2 separate regions of the Danio rerio genome follow, and region 2 is linked to region 1. The links are chromatin contacts, called in public Micro-C maps. All regions are on one chromosome and are shown on one strand. Each heading gives the region's core, a stretch centred on a gene start, on an enhancer-like site or on the middle of the called end of the contact. The rest is flanking DNA. Distances are from core to core; before and after follow the strand shown.

Region 1 (2,862 bases), core at 101-2,600:
CTACTCTAGCCATACGTGGTCAACATCAAGTGCTAAGAGCTCCTGTAAACCGTAAATAAATCCTTGGCCATTACAGCTCCCAAGTCTGACTCAACCTGACATTCCACTGGCAAATTGCACACCATTTGAACCATATGATCAAAATGTCAATCTAACAGGGAGAGATGTGATTCATAAAATGGCATAAATGTCTTGACCGCACAGAAAATGTTCTGGCACGGTGTACTGTGGTATGTGAGGGTGTGTTTAGCTGATACTCGACCTAATTTGCGCGCGTCAAGTCTTTGGAAGCGCATCGCGGTTATTTGGCGACCCCTAGCGAACGCTGCGTTCATAACTTCAACTTGATTCACTATCTTGTTAATTACGAGCCCTCTAGTTATTCACACAAAATCAGCATCACTTAAAACGTTTCCTCGGGAATATTATCAACCCAAAGCTGTGAGGTTTAAGTAAGACATCACAGGCAGAAGTGAAAACAGCGCGACGCGCATCAACTTGCCACAAAACTCTTGCACGGTGACAGGATTTTTTGGGGCGTCTAATGCATTCAGCTCTTAGATAGAGATGCCAAAGGGATATTTATTACCTGCGTGTGACACACCGATTCAGCCACATTTTTCCAGACAACAATTCTGAATCAGTCTTCCTGATATTCGTCCATTTATGCGTTCCAACAAACGTCGACGCTCGAGCGTGATGGTCACCTTAAGTTAGACACCTTACTCCAAACGTTAGCATTCTAATGTTATAAATCCCGAGAAGCAGACAGCTTGAAATAGCTCCACGTCTTTCCAGAGCTCTCCAAACGTGGACTGGGCAAAAAATTCACGAAAAACAAGGACGCGTCTTGTCCCCTTTTTTAGTTGCTCGCTGTTTCTCCTCAGAAGTGCGCACAGACGTGCAGAGCGACCCAGCGGCAGCGTGGGCAGCTGGACGGTTCACTTGCGTCTCAACAGCCGTCTTCTTTTACATTCACAAGTTCATCTAAAATATACTCCACTGGAAAAAAAAGTCAAGTAGCTGTGGGAACCAGGCGGCAGGGTGACGGCGTCAACATCACTCGTGCGCTGCGCTCGCGGTCACGGCGCACTTTCTCTACATTGTCATCATGAAACCGAGCGCAGACAAAAACGCAAGATAAAACATCGAGATTTCCGTGGCTTAAAAGCATGTCCAATCGGCCCCAAAAGCTCTACGATAGTTCTCTCAATCTTTCAAGAGACCAAATAAATGTGTGACGCGGGGAAAAAAATAGAAAAGTGAGAAATGAAACACCACTTCACGGACGCGCGTGATGAGTGGAGCGCGTGAAAGCAACGCTCGTCATTTGGATAGATAGATAGTGTTATCACCACTGCGCGCGCTATCCACCCTCTCTCTCCCTCTCGCTCTCTCTCTCCCTCTCCCTCTCTCTCTCTTTTCCTCCTCCGTCTGACTAACAACCTGCCAGTCCTGCTTTAGATGACAACCCCGTGACGTCATTTTAAAGTAAAATATGTAACATTTTAGACCTCCTTCCCGCCGTTTCCCTCAGAGGAGTTCATCCGAACCCAATTCTATCCCAATCTCGCCTCCCAGAGATAAATCAGTCCGCGTACGGGCTATGAAAAGCTCAACCAGTGTACAGCACTTTCCACTAAGGGGGAGATCAGTTTCTCATCCCAAGGTTAATACAGTGTCTGGTGGGTTTACTGAGGCAATAGAACCTCATCCTGCAAATTACATGACAGTATAATGCCACATTTTTCCTCCTTGTGAAACAGAGAAACTCTTTTTTGTTGTTAAGATGATTGATCTTCCACTCTATTTTACAGTATAGGAAGAAGAAAGAGACAGTGGTGGTGTCGAATAATGTTGAATTCTGTTTATTTCTTTAGAACGACTGAAAATGAATAAAAACTGCCTGTAGACTGTCAGCCAGCCGCAGGAAATCTCATTAAGCTGGTGCGTTTAAGAGAAGGGTTTTGTGAAAACAACCCCGATGAAGAAAACACACGAAGAAAAAAAAACTAAAGCATGTGGAGGTTATGAAGTGTCACAGTTTGCTTTTATTGTGGGACCAAAATGTCCCCAGAAGGATAGTTAAACCCCATCACACATATTGTTGTGACCAGCTAATGATCCCCATGAGAAAAGCGGCTTAATAAACATAATAAATAATGCCTTAATAAAAATCTAAAAATACAAAAAAGGTTTATGTGAAGGTCACACAGGGGTAAAGGAAAGAAAATATCATTAGCTCATGAAAAACATCAACATAATAGCAGGCTTATGTACGCTTATCACTTTCTACAGGAGATAAGCAAACTTTAAAAGACACATTTTCTAAATATGAGCTTTACAACATCTGCAGCCAAAGCTGTTTTAAATTGTGCCAGTATAAATCGTTTGTGCGTGTGGAAATAGAAAATGAAGAGATAAATAAGCGTCATTAAAGAGCAGTACGGCATATCAAATCCAGCCTTAACTGCAAACGTTAAGCAGATTCCAGCAGCTCAACGTTTTATTGCCATCAAAATCTTACTGGAAATGCATTTTGGAGAAACAACATTTCTTCGGATCTAAAGTACTGTATATATCACTAAAAGGACTTAAGCCTGATATAATGAGCAGAAAACAGATAAATATGCTGTGTAATCTGTAAAAATGGTACATTTGACCATGTTCTACATACAATTAAGTTGCTTTTAAGGTGATACCCTAAAGCAGGAGTTCTCAATCTTGTTCCAATAGTTCCAATGTCCTGCAGATTTTTAGCTCTAACCACAATTAGATACACCTGGGCTAGCTAGTCCAGCTCTTAAACTGCAGTCACACTAGACTTTTCTCCCCATATACTTCCATTTATACATATGCGCA
Region 2 (2,862 bases), core at 113-2,612, 710 kb before region 1:
TCAAAATTATTAGCCCCTTTAAGGTATATATTTTCAATAGTCTACAGAACGAACCATCGTTATACAAAAATATATTGCCTAATTACCCTAACCTGCCTAGTTTGTAATAATTCAGGGGGGCTAATAATTCTGACTTCAACTGTACATCCTTAAGTGTTTCTTTTGTCACAATTTGTCAATCTATGTCTGTAGATTGAAATTACAGTGCATGTTTTTAAAGGATAAAGTCTTTAAATGATTTTTCTCCTATGCTGCATCTACACAAAGCTTCAGTTTTAAATCCGTATTCTCAGTGTTTATGTTAAACAATAATTTGCCTGATTATATTCATTATATCATTTTCTAAATTATGTAGTGATGAAAACAGCATCCCAAAATCATCTTTCTAAAAACATTACAGTATTTATCAAAAAATTATCTTGTGCCAGACGTCATCCAATGTTCAGATTTTTGTTTTAGGAATCAATGCAATTTAGTGCACACTGTAAAAACAATCTTGTTTAATTAACAGTAAATTACTGGCAACAATTATCCAGTAGTTGCTGTATTTCATAAAACAGTAAAATTACTGTAATATTAATTACAATAGTATTACATTTACTGTAAAATGTAATACATCATTTCACTGTCTTTAAATACAATAGTGGTACACATACTGGAAACAGTACTTTACTGTACATTTTTACCATGCAGAACTACGGTAATTTAATGTTTCGTTTAATATTACTTCATAGTATTTTACAGTTATCAAATGTAATTTAATTGAAATAAAAATGTTCTAAAATTGTACGTGCTGTTTGCACCTTTTTGTAATACAAAACATCAGCAATTCTACAAAAGCAATTCTTAATTTAATCAAATAACTGGGAGAGTATGGCCATACATATTAAATCCGTTTTTTTTTTTTTTTTACCTTGTTCACAAATATATTTCTTTAAACCAGGGGTGTCTAATCGTGTTCCTGGACATCTACCTACATACAGATTTTAGTTCCAGCCCTGCTCCAACGCAGCTGCCTGTAATTATTAAGTGCTACCTGAGAGATTAATTAGCTAAATCAGGTGTGTTTGATCAGCGTTGAAGCTGAACTTTGCAAAAGAGATAATTTCTCCTTTTTCATTGAATCCTTCTTGTTAAGGAATGTAAAGTGATTTTGTTTATAATGAAACTACATGCTGGTTCTTTTTATTAAAGCAAAAAAATAAATACATTAAAAAATAATAATAATAATAAATAAATAAAATAACTTTGAATGAGGCAGTGTTCTTTACCGCCGAGCCGTACAGTGTCGCTGTCCAACAATCCTCGCACTTCTCCCGTGCAGAAAAGCGCCAAACCGCTCTTTAACCCACCCTAGCAACGACTGACAGACGCTATGGCAACCAGTACAGAGGGAATCTCTTCTGACAAGTACAGTAACGTTAGCTAAACAATGTATTTTCATTACAAAAGTAACAGTGTGTGTTACAGCTGACTCACTTATTGTTGTAAACGGACCCTAGTTAACAGCGACTGAAGCGTTAGTAGAAGAAAAGAAAAGCGACAAGAACAGCTGCTGTTCACTCAAATGAATGAACCTGGGTCTCTCGGGTAATTTAGCGCTTAACAGTTTTATTAGTCCAGCATCTGATCTGAATTAATTACCGTTAACACGAGCTTCACATTGGCCGTGGGAATGATTTAACAGCCCGTGAAGCTTTAAGGCGTTCCGGGGATGTTTGCCAGGATCATTAACGCTCAGTGACCGACAGAAAGCTTCCCTGGTAGATTGATAGTAACGTAAGTTATTGAGGAAAACCTCTGATGTCTGAGTGGAGAAGCGCTTTCCAGAGGAACCGCGTGATTCCGCCGCACAGTCAGACTGCTCGACAAGCGCCAGGATCTGCTCAGGGTCTGCAGCTGCTCTTCAAACACCTCGATGGACTTCACGTGACACAGGTGGATGGGGAATAAATATACTTATTACAATACTCTCATTTAAAGCACTATAAGTACAAATGATTTGCACAGACTGAATAAATACATGCAAATAAAAATAAATATTATGTAATGCTTTGCCTTTTTAAAAGCACATCATGAGACCACAATTAATTATATTATTTATATATTATTATTTATATATATGCTCAATGCAATATATTATTTATTCATCTTAATTAGTTTATTAATATAATGTAGTAAAAGTTTGTTATATGATATGATTACTTTGGATAAAAATATCATGGTTTCCAGGTTTTACACTATTATGATTACTGCTCTAAAATATAGCCTTTTTAAATGTCTGGGTAAAAACAAAAACTTTTTTTCCCTTTCAACACAATGTATTTTATTATGAGAAGCATTTAAAATATTTTGGAGCAGTAAACATGTCCGGCTAAATAATTATAATCAATCATTGACTTCTGTCAAACACAGATTTCTTTACAATTTAAAACAGTCTTACATATACCATAGGTATAACAGAAAATTTTGGCGGTTTTAAAAATTTGACTTCTCTAAACCGAGATATGCAAAACAAATTAATTTTCCCATGCCTAATCTGTAGTTTCTAGTAGTAAACATCAATGGCTCTTTAAAAAATGTATTTACCAAAAAAAGAAAAAAGAAAAAAAAGAAATGACTATTTGCTGAAAAAGGTTCCCACTCCTGCTCTGTCTTGTTTTTTGTCAAAATGTATTTAGCCACATATTATTTAGTTTTAACCTATTTGCTTTGTGATGTATTCATTATTTATTACTTTACACTTAGGGATTTTGCTTAATTTAGCAAACATCTTCCCCATATTCTTTTACATTATATACTGTAACAATAGCCTATAGTTTAAATTTAAATGTGGGCTTTTTATCTAGCCTAATTAATATG

Evidence for each region. A called contact is a pair of places that touch in the nucleus more often than the background predicts.
Region 2: a Micro-C map of caudal fin shows a contact between it and region 1, with 8 times the contacts expected there. The contact joins the promoter of nphp4 here to the promoter of ajap1 in region 1. A contact is called at or near these places in 2 of 18 Hi-C or Micro-C datasets (caudal fin and an unstated tissue) and 1 of 4 datasets of contacts at active chromatin or transcription factors (embryo).

What each region holds. Positions count from the first base shown.
Region 1 is chr8:23,461,494-23,464,355 of GRCz12tu, reverse strand. It overlaps ajap1 (adherens junctions associated protein 1), which reads right to left and starts at 1,350. Exons shown (of 6, transcript XM_005166950.6): 1 at 590-1,350. The coding sequence starts at 618. The region is part of intron 3 of LOC141375626 (a long non-coding RNA gene); the gene reads left to right.
Region 2 is chr8:24,170,365-24,173,226 of GRCz12tu, reverse strand. nphp4 (nephronophthisis 4) reads left to right here and starts at 1,362. Exons shown (of 28, transcript XM_073910322.1): 1 at 1,362-1,938. The coding sequence starts at 1,804.